Linked DNA regions of Arachis hypogaea: region 2 is linked to region 1. The links are chromatin contacts, called in public Hi-C maps. All regions are on one chromosome and are shown on one strand. The core of a region is the stretch at or near the end of the contact, and the rest is flanking DNA. Distances in the headings are between cores, read along the strand shown.

Region 1 (7,445 bases), core at 4,392-6,891:
AACAACCTCTCCAAAGCAGAACCAATCAAGACTCGAACAAACTAAAATTATGTAATTTTTTTTTTAATTTAAGATATCATTCATAGGCTTTTTCTAAATATTCTCTCACAATATCATATGTCTTTTGTTAGTACTAAAAAGACTCAAAATTGAATATAAAAAACAAACAAAGATAAAGAAAAATGACGCTCAATTGTGCAAAGTTTTCTTTTCGAATTATTCTTCTTGAGTGTCCTCCAATCTGATTCTTCTTCTTATGTCTAAAAACCAAGTTCATGCTAGCCGTTACAGCAGATTAATTTACATTTAAGATAAAATCCTTTCTTTTCTTTATGCAGCTGTAAATCTTTCCTTAAAGATGATACTATCCTTTCTTTTAACAGCAACACACCTTCATAATCACTTCAAATCTTGTTTTTAGTTTTAATTGATGATTCTTTCCAAATCTGTTCCAATTACTACAATAAGCTTACTTGCTGTCCATAATCATCATATTGTTATGTTTCCTTTTTTCATTTTTTGCAACAACAATGTCTTTTAATTTGACACTAAATAAGTATTTATATCCATTTTAAAGATGAAATTTTATAACATATTAAGTCAAGCTATTAATCAATCAATCAATATAATTAATTAAATGTTTATCATCACAAATAATTGTAAAATCATTTTTAGATTTAACATACACCAAATATAATAATTTAGTCTCTGTCTCTTAATTTCTATCTCGCAATCTTAGTCTCTCAGTTTCATTCTCTCTTTCAAACACAATCTAAGTGATGTTGTTCAATGTCTTAAGCAAAATAAATAAATAAATTGTTTTAGTTTTCCTTTTATTCATGTTGTCTCTTCTTATCGACTTAAACTTTTAGGATGAGTGATTTTATAACATAATATTAGAATTTTATGTTCGAAAGGTAAAAAATTTGATTCTTAGTAAGTCCAAAAAAAAATTTTTAGAATGAGTAATTTTATAACAAATTTTAAATAAAAAAAAAAAGTTAAACTTTTGTAATTTGTTTTCTTTATAATCTCATATCACTGAATAGGGAATATGTGAAAAAAAGAAAGAAAATTTTAGAATAACAAAATAAGTTGCAATTGAACAGCAACGGAAACTATTCTGATTTTCAAATAATTGAAAAAATAAAATAAATTTAGTTTGTTAAAAGCATATCTTTAACTAGCAAATGCAATTAAAGTTCTACATTCTTTGGGAGCTGCAACTGTAGCTGAGTCAACTTATGGTTATAGATGGAGCAAAATGAAACCAGAATCAGTGAATCACAAATGTATGCTCATTCACGATTCTGCGTGAATCCAAAAAGAAAAAATCAAACAAAAGTTGAAAACTAAATGGTTTTCTTTTTCAAAATTTTTATCTTACAAAAAGTAGTGTTGTTTACACATAACAAGTGGCATGCATATAGTAGCTCACTAGCTCAACAATGTTGAGAAAAAACCTCATTGGACCGACTTAAAAAGTTGTGTGGCTCAGAATTGTTTTACAATAAGAGAAAATCTTATGCCATCATAAGTACTTTTATTCAACACGACACACATAAAGACCTGTGTTAGGGGTAATTGGGTAAATACTATTTTCTTTAAAGAAAATGACAAATAGGTCCCTAACCTTTTGTCCAGCGGACATTTTTGTCCCTGATCATTGAAAAATACTTTTAAGTACCTGACCTTCACAAAACTTGGACGGATCAGTCCCTCCGTCCAAATGCCTCTGTCAGGGACTGATCTGTCCAAATGCTTCCGTTAGGGATTGATCTGTCCAAGTTTTGTGAAGGTGAAGGACTTAAAAGTATTTTTCAATGGTCAGGGACGAAAATGTCTGCGGAGCAAAAGGTCAAGGATCTATTTGTCCTTTTCTCTTTTCTTTATCTGCAAAGTATATCACTATATCATGTGAAAATTGGAAAGATTAAGTTTTGCCCAAGATGAATTAAGATTCTTATTCCATTGCTGCAATAATAAGAATAACTCAGAACGGCAGCAAAAACAGTTAAAACAGCATACAAAACAAACTTAGAAAGATGAAAGGGCCATGAATGAGTTAAAAGCAAATTGGGAATCGGCATTTATATAAAATATTACATCTTCACTACTTTGTTTAACTTTTGGCATAAATTGAGAGTTGTAACTTACAACTCAATAGATGATAACTAATAACAAAATAGGATTAGGGGAAAAAAAATCAAATTAATTAATTACCCTAGACTAAAGGGTAGTTGCTGACTTGCTGGAGCACAAAACAAGCATCCAGGTCTACATATTCTTGCATTTTGAGTCTAATCTTACCTTTGGTTTACACCTTTTCCATCTAATTAAGTTGTATAAAAACTCAAATAAATAAATTAGCAAATAAATGAAACTGTTGAGAGTTGCAAGGAAGAGCCGCAATCCAATAATTAGCATTTAATCTCATGCCACCAGTTGCTCCTGGTCAATGTACATTTGCTCCAACCATGCTGGAATCACATCTGTTCCATTGTTGAGATGACATTGCAGCTGTTGCTGATCTTCGGCGCTAAACTGGCCGGGCTCTGGCTGTGCCGGAGCGTCCTTCACAAGCGAGCTAACCCAAGACACGTCCGGCTCGTCAACTTTTGCAGCTGACATTCTGGTCGCAGCCCTGGGCGAGGGAATATTGCTGCTGCTTCGAAATCCAAAAGAAGCAGATTTCCTCAGCTTGTTCAGCTCTTCACCCTGCATCGGCCAGTCCAATTTTCCATCATGAGAGCCCCAATGAGAATATGCCAAAGAAGGCTTTGCTGCCACAGAGGTGGCCAGCGAAGGAACCTCAGAATGACGGTTTCCCATGCTGCGCTCGATGAAGCTCTGGCTCCGCTGTGAAAAGGCAGCAAGTCTTGGATTAAAAGCCAGTGAAGTCGGTTCCCCTGATGGATCAACCCTGGATTTTGGGGATCCAATCACTTTCGGAGAAGGAAGGCCAGAAGAATAGCCTCGCAGCTGCTGATTCATGTTCTGGCGCATCTGCAATCCAGTTGGAAGATGTAACTGAGGTCCTGCAGCATCAAATGAGATTCCATTGAATTTGGACAAAATTGACGGGTCGACAGACCCAAAAGTGTCGTCAAGGTTAGTAGGCGTCACTCCTGAAAGCCTATTTAGATCTGCAGCACGATCGCCCAAAGAATAGTGATAAGATGGATTATTATTAGTCAAGGAATTTCTCCAACCAGAAGGGGAGGAAAGACCAGTCATCTCATCCATCATTAGCATAAGCAATTCAGTATCCGAATTAATATCGCTAGCAGCTAAAGCAGTTTTCAATCTGCTGCTTCTAGGAAGCTGCAGGGTTGGGATGTTAGATTGAGTCTGCCACATGGATCCGGAGAGAGGAGAGGAAGATCCAGAAGGAGTCAAAGGCGGTGTTGAAGCGGGTGGTATCATAACGGATGGAGAACCAAGTGTTATTGGGCTAACTGGACCCATATCCAATGAAGAACCACTGGAGTAGGATCTAGGAGATGGCATAGCCGAACCAGTAGAAGCATAGAGGGGGCGAAGCTCCTCAGGCTTGTGAGCAAAGAAGCAAACTCTTCTTGTACATGCACCCTCGTCCTTGCAAAGCCGGGTCCGGTACTGGGCAGGATGAAGCCAGCACTCGAAAATACCATGTGCATACTCGCAAAAATCTCCCTTGCTGCATGACCCCTTACGGAATTCAGGACAAGGCACACAGCTATAATGGTATTTCCTTGGATCGCGTCGCCTGGCATTTTCCCCTGGGTGAACAAAGGGACACTCGGTCCAATCATGAGAATAAGCCCTTGAACAAGGCTTCACCTTGAATGTATACATCCTGAACTCGTCAGTACCATATATCCCGTTCTTTATGTCAGGAAGAGAGTGATCAACAGGATAATCCTTCCTCTCAGCCGCATCTTTCAACACACGGGGCATGTTCACCGCATTTTCCCTTTGTTGTTCCTCGATTTGGCCAACTACATCCTCTAACGTCTTGTCAGTACCAACTGTACCTTCCAGCATGGCTTGCAGCACCCTCTTCCTTGAATTGGGGATAGAGTTAGCCCCAGAGACAACCAAATCGCATGGCCGGTTACCATTTGAATCAACAGTACTAACATCTGCCAATGATTCAAGCAAAAGCTTGACAACCTCAAGGGAAGCAGCAGAACCCCCAGCAACAGCACAATGAATTGCAGTAGCCCCATCCGAGCCACTAGCCCTGTTAACATCAACACAGCCAGTTCCAAGAATATAAGCCAAAACTCTCAGGCTTCCAAACATAGCAGCAACCATAAGTGGTGTCCTCTCTTCATAACCCACTTTCTTTGAGCCAAGCCTCCTTCCAAACCACGACCCAGCCTCATCAACATCACAACCCTCTTTCTCAACTGCATCTTTGAACCCAATTAGGTCATCTGCAGCTGCAAGTTCAAGCAAAGCAGATATCTTTTGATGCTGCCCTTCTTCTCTTCCATAATCATCCTCCATAACCAAACCAGTTTGAGTAGGTTTCCTCTTGGAACCGCTGCACATGGATGTATCTTAATCTTCCCTTTAGGGCTCAAAAGAATCTGAAATTTTCACATAAAGAAAACAGGTTCAAGATACTGTTGCACCAAACATGTTATACTTCATATATAAAGCACAAAAAAAGTGAAAAACTCAGTTCAATCTAACAAAAACAGAAACAGATGATAGGAAAATTAAGGTGGCATATTATTCCCCCAGTTTGTAATCAGCAATTACTGTTTGAGCAAACCTAACTCGATTCATAAAATTATTATGAAATCATGCATATTATATCAAGCAACCAAGTTACCAAAATCGTGAATCACTAACGAATTTGTAACAAGCATCCTATTTTCACTCATTAAGATTATTTATAGTCACACATAAACAGATAATCATAAAAATCATTCAATTAAAAGAAGATAACAAGAAATCGCCGCAGACACAACCAAAAAAAGCAAATACAACCTGTTCTTAGTTTGAAAGAAGGGGGGGGGGGGGGGGGAGGGGGATGGGAAATAAAACATGTAAAATCATATCAACGATTCTCTTTCATCAATTAAAATACACTAATACCTTCCATTACCTCAATAATTTTCTTAGCAACCAAGGAAAAGGAAAGAAAAAGAGAAGGAAAAAAAACATATAAAAAAAAACATACAAAAAAAAAAGAGAAAAGTTCCTTTTCTATTTCTTTTCAGCTCAATTTTTCAGAGAGAGAGAGAGAGAGAGAAATAGAGAAAGCATACCTTAACAAGAGAAACACACAAAGCAAAAGAATGAAGCTTTGTGTTAAAGAATGAATGAAGCCCTTTGAGTCTGGTTTTGTTGCAACAGCTTTTAAATTGGTTGAGGGAGGGGAAGGGGGAGAGGGCTTTTTTTGAAGAGAGAAGCGAAGACTTTTCTTCTTCTACTTTTCCTTAGTTTAGTTTAGTTTTTGATTTTGTGTTATCCTTTTTTTTTTATTAATTTGATTTTATGGTTTTGGTCAAAAAGTGGAACCCACCTAGCTGCCTCACCAGTCACCGGTTCCTCCACCTCCATACCAATTCCATTTATTTGTTTAATTATTACCAGAAAAACATGAGTCACATAATCATAGTTTAAATTTGATGCACAATTAATATAATTTTTTAGCTTGTTATTGTGAAATTATGGATGGGTGGACAGATATGGATTGATAGATAAGTACTTCTCATAGTCAGACTTTTGTACTTCTTTTCTTTCCTGTTGTATGTGACATAATTAATGGAAGTAATATAAAAACTAAAAAATATATCAATAATATAGGTTTTGAATTTAAAATACAAAAATTCTATGAAGAGGAGTTAATAGTTTTAACTTTTTAAGAAGAGTAAATTACTATTTTTACTTATAAAAGTTGAAAATGTTGATATGTTTATCTATAGAAGATAAAAATTACTATTTGTACCTATAAAAATAGCTTTTGTAAATAAAAATGTAAAATTATTCAAACTCTAAAAAATTAAATAAAATCCTTAAACTATCATTTTATTCACCACTATTACCATCGTCTTCTCCTTCTCTCTCAATGTTTTCAGTGACCCAATCTCACCGCCTCGCCCTCCTCCTCAACCGTCACCCTAATCCCTTTGCCACATACTCCCCCATCGATGTCGGTCGCGACTCAACATTACCAGCACCACCATCACCAACATAATCATCTAACGTATGCTTATCTTCTAGATCTAAGGACGCTGCGAGCAGTGTGAGCGACCCATTGGGTTGGGTAAACCGTCACTATCGTTAACCTCATCATCCTCACCATCTTTCATCACTATCAAGCTTAACTGTCTAGCCCTGGAATTCATAGAACGTGTGAAAGAGGCTTCTGCATTACGTATCTTTGCTTCCACTATTCGACGATTTGGATCGGGTTTCAGAGAACCGGATTGGATTTTCTCCGCACACACACTCAAAGGCTGCGACTTTTTCAAGGGTTGATCGAAAAATAGTGTCTGAGAACGACCCAATTGAGTCCTTCTTCAATTCCATTCAAGTTGTGAAGGAATCGGTGTCCCCTTTAAAAATGGGTATTCGGAAAGCTGTAAAGGATCTTGGGCACAAGAATAAGGGTACGAAAGGTATTTATTTGATTGCCCAGGTGAAGCAAGATGGTGAATTTCATATCTGCGATGTGAAGAAGAAGAGAGTGTTGTCAATGAAGGTTCTCTTAAAGGCTTTCTTAGGTATTTTTCTCATAGAACTCAGTGAGTGATAATGGAAATGTGAATGTGAATGGTGTTGAGGTGGACAGAAGGGTGATAGGTCTTCTTCTTGCACCAATTGCTTGAAGTTTGTAGTGACTTGGTCTTTGTTGGTTAATGATTTTCTTCAAGCTCTTCCAGCTTCTTTCAAAGCTGGTAGGGGAGGAGGCGACGGGGTTGGAGTTTTGGAAGAGGTGGAAGGTGGGAGGAAAGTGAAGCCTGCGGTTGAGAGATCAGAGTCGAAGAGGTGGAGGGAGGAGGAAGAATGGTGATGGCGGTGGTAGTAATGGTAATGGCAGCAATGATGGTAGTAGTTGGGGAGGAAAGCGGTGGCAGAATTTGGGATTGGAGTAGCTGAGAACATTGAGAGAGAGAGAGAGGGGAGAAGGAGAGACGATAGTAGTGGTGGAGAAAAGGGTAGTTTAGAAATTTTATTTAATTTTTTAGAGTTTGGATAATTTTTCTTGCAAAAGTCATTTTTATAGGTACAAATGGTAATTTCCGTCTTCTATTGGTAGATATGTCATCATTTTCAACTTTCATAAATAGAAATGATAATTTACTCTTTTAAGAATAACAACAAAATACATAAATTTAAAAAAATAAAATATTTAATAAATACCTTAAAAATACTCGTTAACAAATTATAATAATACTGTATAAAAGAATAATTAGTTTTTGAATGAATAATATCAAAACTAA
Region 2 (6,910 bases), core at 1,880-4,379, 35 kb after region 1:
CTTGCTTTGTGTTTATTTTCTAATTATAGAACTTCAAAGTAAAAATAAATTAAAGTATTTTATTTTATTAAAAAAATTATATAGTTGAACAATAAAAATTCTTAGAAGAAATTATATATTTTCATATAAATTAAAGTATTTTCTTTTTTAGATGATGTGTGTGAATATTAATATATATTTGCCTTATAGTGTAAAGTTTACGTTAAAATATATAAAAAAATTAGCTAATAAAAATACTAAATATTTTAGAATTTAACTTAAATAATAGTACAAACTATTTTAACGTACAAACTAAAAATGTTTTACATGATAACTGCATACTAATTAAACACCTAGCTTCATAGAAAATAAAAATTGAAAAAACCTTATACTAATATTCTTTTCTAATTTTTTTTGTGTATAATCTTTTTTTTTTCACCTTAACTTTTTTATTGTTTTTGTTATTGTTGTATATATACATATTTTTCCCCTCTTCATCAACGTATTCTTAAACTCTTTAAAATCTCGAATGGCTAAACTCAAAAGAGGATAATAAATATAGATTAATACTTAAATATGTTTCTAAAATATTTTTAATCAGATAATTTAATTTTTAATAAATTTTAATTATTAAATTAGTTTTAATTTTTTATGCTATTAAACATATCAATCTTAACATCAAATTTTGATAATAGTTAGATAAATTAATCTCTGTCGTTATTTAATAAAAAAAACATAAAAGCTTTTAAAAACTTTAAAATTTTCATATCCATCTCTTTATTATATAATTACAATCTTCACGTTGATTTGTGTAGTAAAATAAAAGTTTGTAAATTGATTTGGTGTTTAAAATTTTTAGAGGACTAAAGTATACTTTTTAATTTTGGTGTTACTTTTTTAGTGATGTTTAATAACATTGTTAAAATTTGGTGTGGTTTTTTTATGTGAAGATCGAATTTATGATTTTCAATTCTTTTTAAACATGCAAATCTGAGGATCAATTTTTTTTTTAAATATAAATCTTACTCTTAGATTTATATTTTAGTATTAAAAAAATTTTACATGTGCAGTTCAAATTCTCTTATTTATTTTAAGATGAAAAAAAGTTATTTTAACATAAATGGAACCTTTCGATTTGTGCATTATAAAATATAATCTTTATATTTGTTTACAAAATTTATTATTACTCAAATTTGATGGTTCAATTTGTTATTTAAAGTTAAAAAAAAAAATAAAACTCATATCAGAAAAAATACACCAATTTATCATTACATTAAATTATATACAATCTTTTTCTATTTCCAAAAAAAATTAACCGACTAAAGTATTCAACAAAAAATTTTTTAGAGACTGATTTAGAATATTACGCATTTTTTTAATCATCTCAGAAGATACCCAAATTAAAATTAAAAAATATGACAAAAAACAACAGTCTAACTACACATCCAGACCCAAACTCAACAAAAATCAATTTCATTACACTCACGTATACATACACGTTTCAATAACGCTTCTTCGTCTTCTTTTTTTCGTCTACGCCTTCCTTCTTCTTCTTTTTCACGTTCCTTCTTCTTCGCGTGTTTTTCTCTCAATCGTCATTCTTTTATTGTTCCTGTTGTTGCTACATTTTTCTTTTCCTCCTTTTGATTGAGGTTCATTTGGATTCAGAAATGAACTGAATTTGGTTCAAATTTGGTTAATACTTAACAGTAGTATCAAATGAATCTAACTCAATTCACAAATGAACCGAATTCGTTTCAGATTTGAACAAAAAGTGAGAAATATTCAATCAGTAAGAAAAATACATTTCAATTCATTTTTGCATGCAAATGAACTCAATTAAATTAAGAGATGAACCAAATTTCTTAAGGAATAACAGATTTGGTGAATACTTAAAAGTAGTATCAAGTGAACCTAACTTAATTCACAAATCAACCGAATTCGATTCAGTTTTGAACAAACAGTTAAAAAATTACTTAAAGAATAAAAAATCAGAAAAAAGCAGAACTAATAAAGATGTTACCAAAATGTTAGTGTTATTGGTGATGACGATAATGAAAAAGGAAAAAAAAAGGAAGAAGACACAACATTGGGGGGAGGGGGCGGGAGGAGGAGGAGGGAAGAAGAAAAACTTGTTTGTGCGAATTTGGAAAAAGAAGAAGAAGGAGAAGAAGAAAGGAAGAAGAAGAAGGAGGAAAGAAGAAGAAAGACGAAGACGAGAAGGAGAAAGAAACACAGTAGAAGAAGGAGAAAGAAACAGAATAGAAGACGTATGATTTGAAAAGTTGTTATAACAACTTGGTTATATTTAGTTAAATATTTTGTTTGAATGTAAAATTTTATTCCAAAATCAAATAAAAGGAAAAAACTTGCCGTACAAAAAAAATTATATATTGAAATTCATCCTCAACAAATTTTAAATTAGATATTTTAATCGTTAATAAATTTTTATTATTTTAAAAATTTTTAAATATTGCTTTTGTCAGACAATTTAATTTTTTTATACGATAAAATAAAATATTTAATATATATTAAATAAATTTTATTGTAAGATAATTAAATTTTAGTAAATATTATTATAAAAAATTAATTCTATCCATAAAGAAATCAATTCATCTAAAATATTTTTAAATTAACAAAAATTTGTTGTATATCTAAGAGTTTAATTTTCATGTATTGACAATAAAAAATATTTTATATAATTATATAATTATAATTATTTTTTAGATAATTATTTATATAATTTATATAAAAATAATTATTTACTAATGTGACATTATATAATTAGATGAATATATAAAATAATTTTAGTGCTTTAAAATTAAATTCATCAAAATATTCTATTTAAAATTTTTTAGAATTGAGGTTTATAAAAAAATGAAGAAGAAAGTGACGTGGGCCAGGCGGCTGATAATATCTAGAAATAAGTGGCGAATAGTGGAAACGCACGTGTCCCTCTTTGTAATCTATGAAGGGCCACACTAAAACGACCCAACCTCTTGTTCCGGATGCTCACGCCTTTCGCGTTTTGGATTTTTTCGTACCCTTTTCCTTTTCTTCGCTTTGGTTTCTCTTTACTCACACACCTGTCACCCTCGTATCGCTCACAGTTCCCTCTTCTTCGCTAGCTTTCCGTTTCGTAGCCTCTTTTATTGGTCTGTCATCTTGTTATGCTCCACGGTTTGGTCGGAAAACCATTATCTGTATGGTGGACCCCATCTATTCTTCTTTTTATTATTTTCTATTATGGGACGAGGAAATTCCACAGCATGCTAGCATACGTCATTACGTTGATTGGGGGAGTTTTTTATTAAAATAAATATGCACAAAATACATGTTATTAAACCTGGGTGAACGAAATTAACTTATTGGAACTTAACAAATTTTTATACATTTAATGCATTAAGAACTTATTAAAAACATAAAAACTTAATTTTCAATAAAACCTGTTTGACCACTTTTTCAATAAAAATGTTTATTAAAAAAAAACCCATATAATAATGATAATTATATTTTAATTTGATTAAATTCATGTGTCTAAGGTTTTTAATTTAACTAAATCTTTGACTTAAGTCATTGTATTGCTTGATATGATCATGAAGATAAGTAGCTGAAGATAAAAATGTAAATATTTTGTGCTAATTAATAATATACATAAAATAAAGTTTAATTATGTGCAGTTACGATAGAAAATATTTATATTTATAATCACATTATGTACTTTTCCAGTTTTACACAGTAGTGAATCTAAAAATTTTAAACGATGAGGACAAATATATATCATATAAGAATAACAAAAATTTTTATATAAATATATCGAAGTATATATAATTAAATAATATAAAAATATTCAATATTTAATAATTTTTTATCATCCATATTAGTATATTATCTATATTTAGTATTAAATGTTAAATAATAATAATAATAATAATAATAGTAATAAATATAAGATTAATCAAGTAGATTGATTATTTTCTAATTAAGAGATTTTTTATTTGAGAATTTGAAATACCAAAATATATTTTTTATAAATTATTTGTGATGAATGATATTTTAAAAAATAACACTAAATTTCTCATATCTCTATTATATATTTTATAGATTACTTAATGATTATTCAATTATTTAATAAAAACGACCAAATTTGGTTTCTAATAATAATAATAACAATAAAGAAGTTAGTTAGATAGATAGATAGAAATACAAAATGCTTTATTCAACTAATTCTTAAATAATTTATATTTAGTTTATATTTGAGAATTAATAATTAAAATACATATTTAGTTTATTAGTAAATATTAAAATTAAGTGAAAAGTATAAATTTCAATTAAATAAATTTATTAATTAAATATTATCACAATATTTTATTTTTTGTTAAGTTAGTTTAATATATAAAATTCATGGTTCTGAAAACCGAACCGGACCGGCCGGTTCAACCGGAAAAACCGGAAACCGGTCACCTAACCGGTCCGGGTAAGGTCAGAAACCGGCTGGCAAAAAACCGGTGAAAAAACCGGTCGAACCGGCGGTTAACCGGTGAACCGGGAGAACCGTCCGGTTTTTCCACGGTTTATTGATTTGCATATTAAACTTCAAAACGGCGTCGTTTTGAAGAGAAAAAAAAGAAAAAAAAAGAAAAGGGCTATCAGCTATGCACGAACCTAAAGCCACCACCCTCAGTATCTCAGTATCTCTCAGCTCTCACCCTCTCACCCTCCCACAGCCCCTCATCGCCGTCGCACCTCTCCTCCATCGTTGTCGCCCAGCTCGCCACCTCCACCGTCGCACCTCTCCTCCATCGCCGTCGCCCAGCTCGCCACCTCCACCGTCGTCGTCCAGCTCTCCACCTCCACCGTCGTCGCCGAGCTCTCCACCTCCACCGTCGTCGCCGGTAATACTCTGCCTTCCACCTCGGTTCATGTATGCGGGCATGTTTCTGTTCATGGTTCTGTTCCTATTTGAGTTCATGTTCCTATTTCTGTTCATGTTTCTGTTCTTCTCTATCACAGAAAACATGCTCTTTGATGTTTATCTGGATTACATGATTTTGAGTTGCTGCTTCATGTTTATCTGGATTACATGATTTTGGTTTCTGTTTGATGAATCTTGAATCTGTTTTTGGCTTTCTATTATGATGCGTTGAAGGCAGCTGGGGATTATTTTTGCTGCTTCAATTTTGCTGCTTCATGAATCTGAGTTCAATTTTTGCTGCTTCAATTTTGAGTTGCTGTTTCTTCAATTTTGCTGCTTCATGAATCTGAGTTCAATTTTTGCTGCTTCAATTTATGCTGCTTCAATTTTTCTGCTTCAATTTTGAGTTGCTGTTTCATGAATTTTGCTGCTTCATGAATCTGAGTTCAATTTTTGCTGCTTCAATTTTTGCTGCTTCAATTTTGCTGCTTCATGAATCTGTTTAGAAATAGGGTTTTGTTGCTTCATGAATCTGTTTGCTTCTGCTTCAATTTTTATTCATGATTCATCCATTGTTTGCTTCTATTTTTTTGCCATTTTGTTCTTATTGCTTCTTGCCTTTGGTGTTTGATTTGGATCTGATGCTTTACTGTAACAAATTATGCAGCATTGCAGCTCATTCAAAATTTTTCAGATTCTGCCGCAACAGATTTTTTTTTTTGCATTAATTTTCAAAATAATTTGGTTTTGTTCAAGAGTTTACAATTTTTATGGTTGGGGGATATTTTTCTTTGATTCATCATTCATGTGCTTTTGCCTTTCAAGTTTCCCTAGCTGGCTGGCTTTGTGGTATAATAGAATTTGTTCATGATGAATTTGTACTCAGGCCAGTCAGTCACCGGTGGAAATGGAGGAAAATCATAGCTGCCAAAATCAGGAAATGTTGGTGCCAGAAGTTTTCTGCTGCTGCCTTGAACCATTCCAACACTAGAAAGTGACAAAGTAATCAACATAGTTAATAAAAACAAGCTTTGTTTTAGTGCCCATTTTGGTTGTTGAAGTGACACAAAAAAGCCTGAGCTAATTGGGAAGTAGCATTGTGTTAATTAGCTTTTTTTGTTAGTTGAGCTAAATTATTCATTATGCTATGTTTAGGTCTTGGTGATGACTTGTGCTTTGAGGTGCATCTATGATTTTCTTATCCATCATCAATTCATATAAGTACATTAAAGGCTCAATTCTTTTTCTCTTTTGATGAGTTGCACTTTTGATTAGTTGAAAACTTGCTAGTAATTGTTTCTTTTGAATATAGAACATTATGGGTTTGTCATTATGTGCTTTTTTTTTTTGTTTAGTTATAAACTTTGATGTTTGAAGTTGTTTGTGAACCTCTAATATTAAGTTATGGATAATTTATTATGTGAAATTTTAAATTTTATTAAGTTAGAAATTATTGAATTTATATATTTAAAATTATTTTTAGATTTTTTTAATAATTTTATTTAATATTTAATTAAACCGGTTGAATTCCGATTGAACCCCGGTCGAACCAGTGAACCATTGAACCAGTGACCTCACCGGTTTATTAACCGGTCCGGTTCTCGCAACCTTGATAAAATCTTACGAACATGTATTCTAAGAATATATTTTAAGAATATTATAAAAAAACTTACTAAAAAAATTAAAAAATAAATATTTTTAATATATTAAATACATTAAAAATTTAAAAAATTTTATTATTATATTTTTAAAATATATTTTTAGAATACAAAATAGTTAAATTTATTAAATAAAATAATTTTTTAATACAAAATTTAATAAGATAAATTTTATTTTAATGTAAAGACAAATATAATTTTATAATGAGACACATGCATATATAAATATTAGAAAAGCTCTACATCCATGTAAAAAATACATAGATGTTATTCAAGTAACTTCCTTCACACGCGCGTTTTCCCACCCCACAGTCATTTGTTATACACGCGCCTCATATAACGTATATAACGTAAACCT

The links. Hi-C and Micro-C count contacts between places; a contact is called where the count stands out from the background.
Region 2: a Hi-C map of leaf shows a contact between it and region 1, with 1.7 times the contacts expected there. The contact joins the enhancer-like site here to the promoter of LOC112762424 in region 1. A contact is called at or near these places in 2 of 8 Hi-C or Micro-C datasets (both in leaf).

The regions. Positions count from the first base shown.
Region 1 is chr17:27,509,676-27,517,120 of arahy.Tifrunner.gnm2.J5K5, forward strand. LOC112762424 (zinc finger CCCH domain-containing protein 66) reads right to left here and starts at 5,642. Exons shown (of 2, transcript XM_025808257.3): 1 at 5,265-5,642; 2 at 2,062-4,577. The coding sequence starts at 4,539. The coding sequence ends at 2,434.
Region 2 is chr17:27,547,487-27,554,396 of arahy.Tifrunner.gnm2.J5K5, forward strand. No RefSeq gene overlaps it. Among protein-coding and RNA genes, the nearest start is that of LOC112766901, 23 kb to the right of the region's middle. Within about 2 kb of position 3,130, at least 2 of the 3 cell types and tissues checked have open chromatin away from gene starts, as enhancers often do.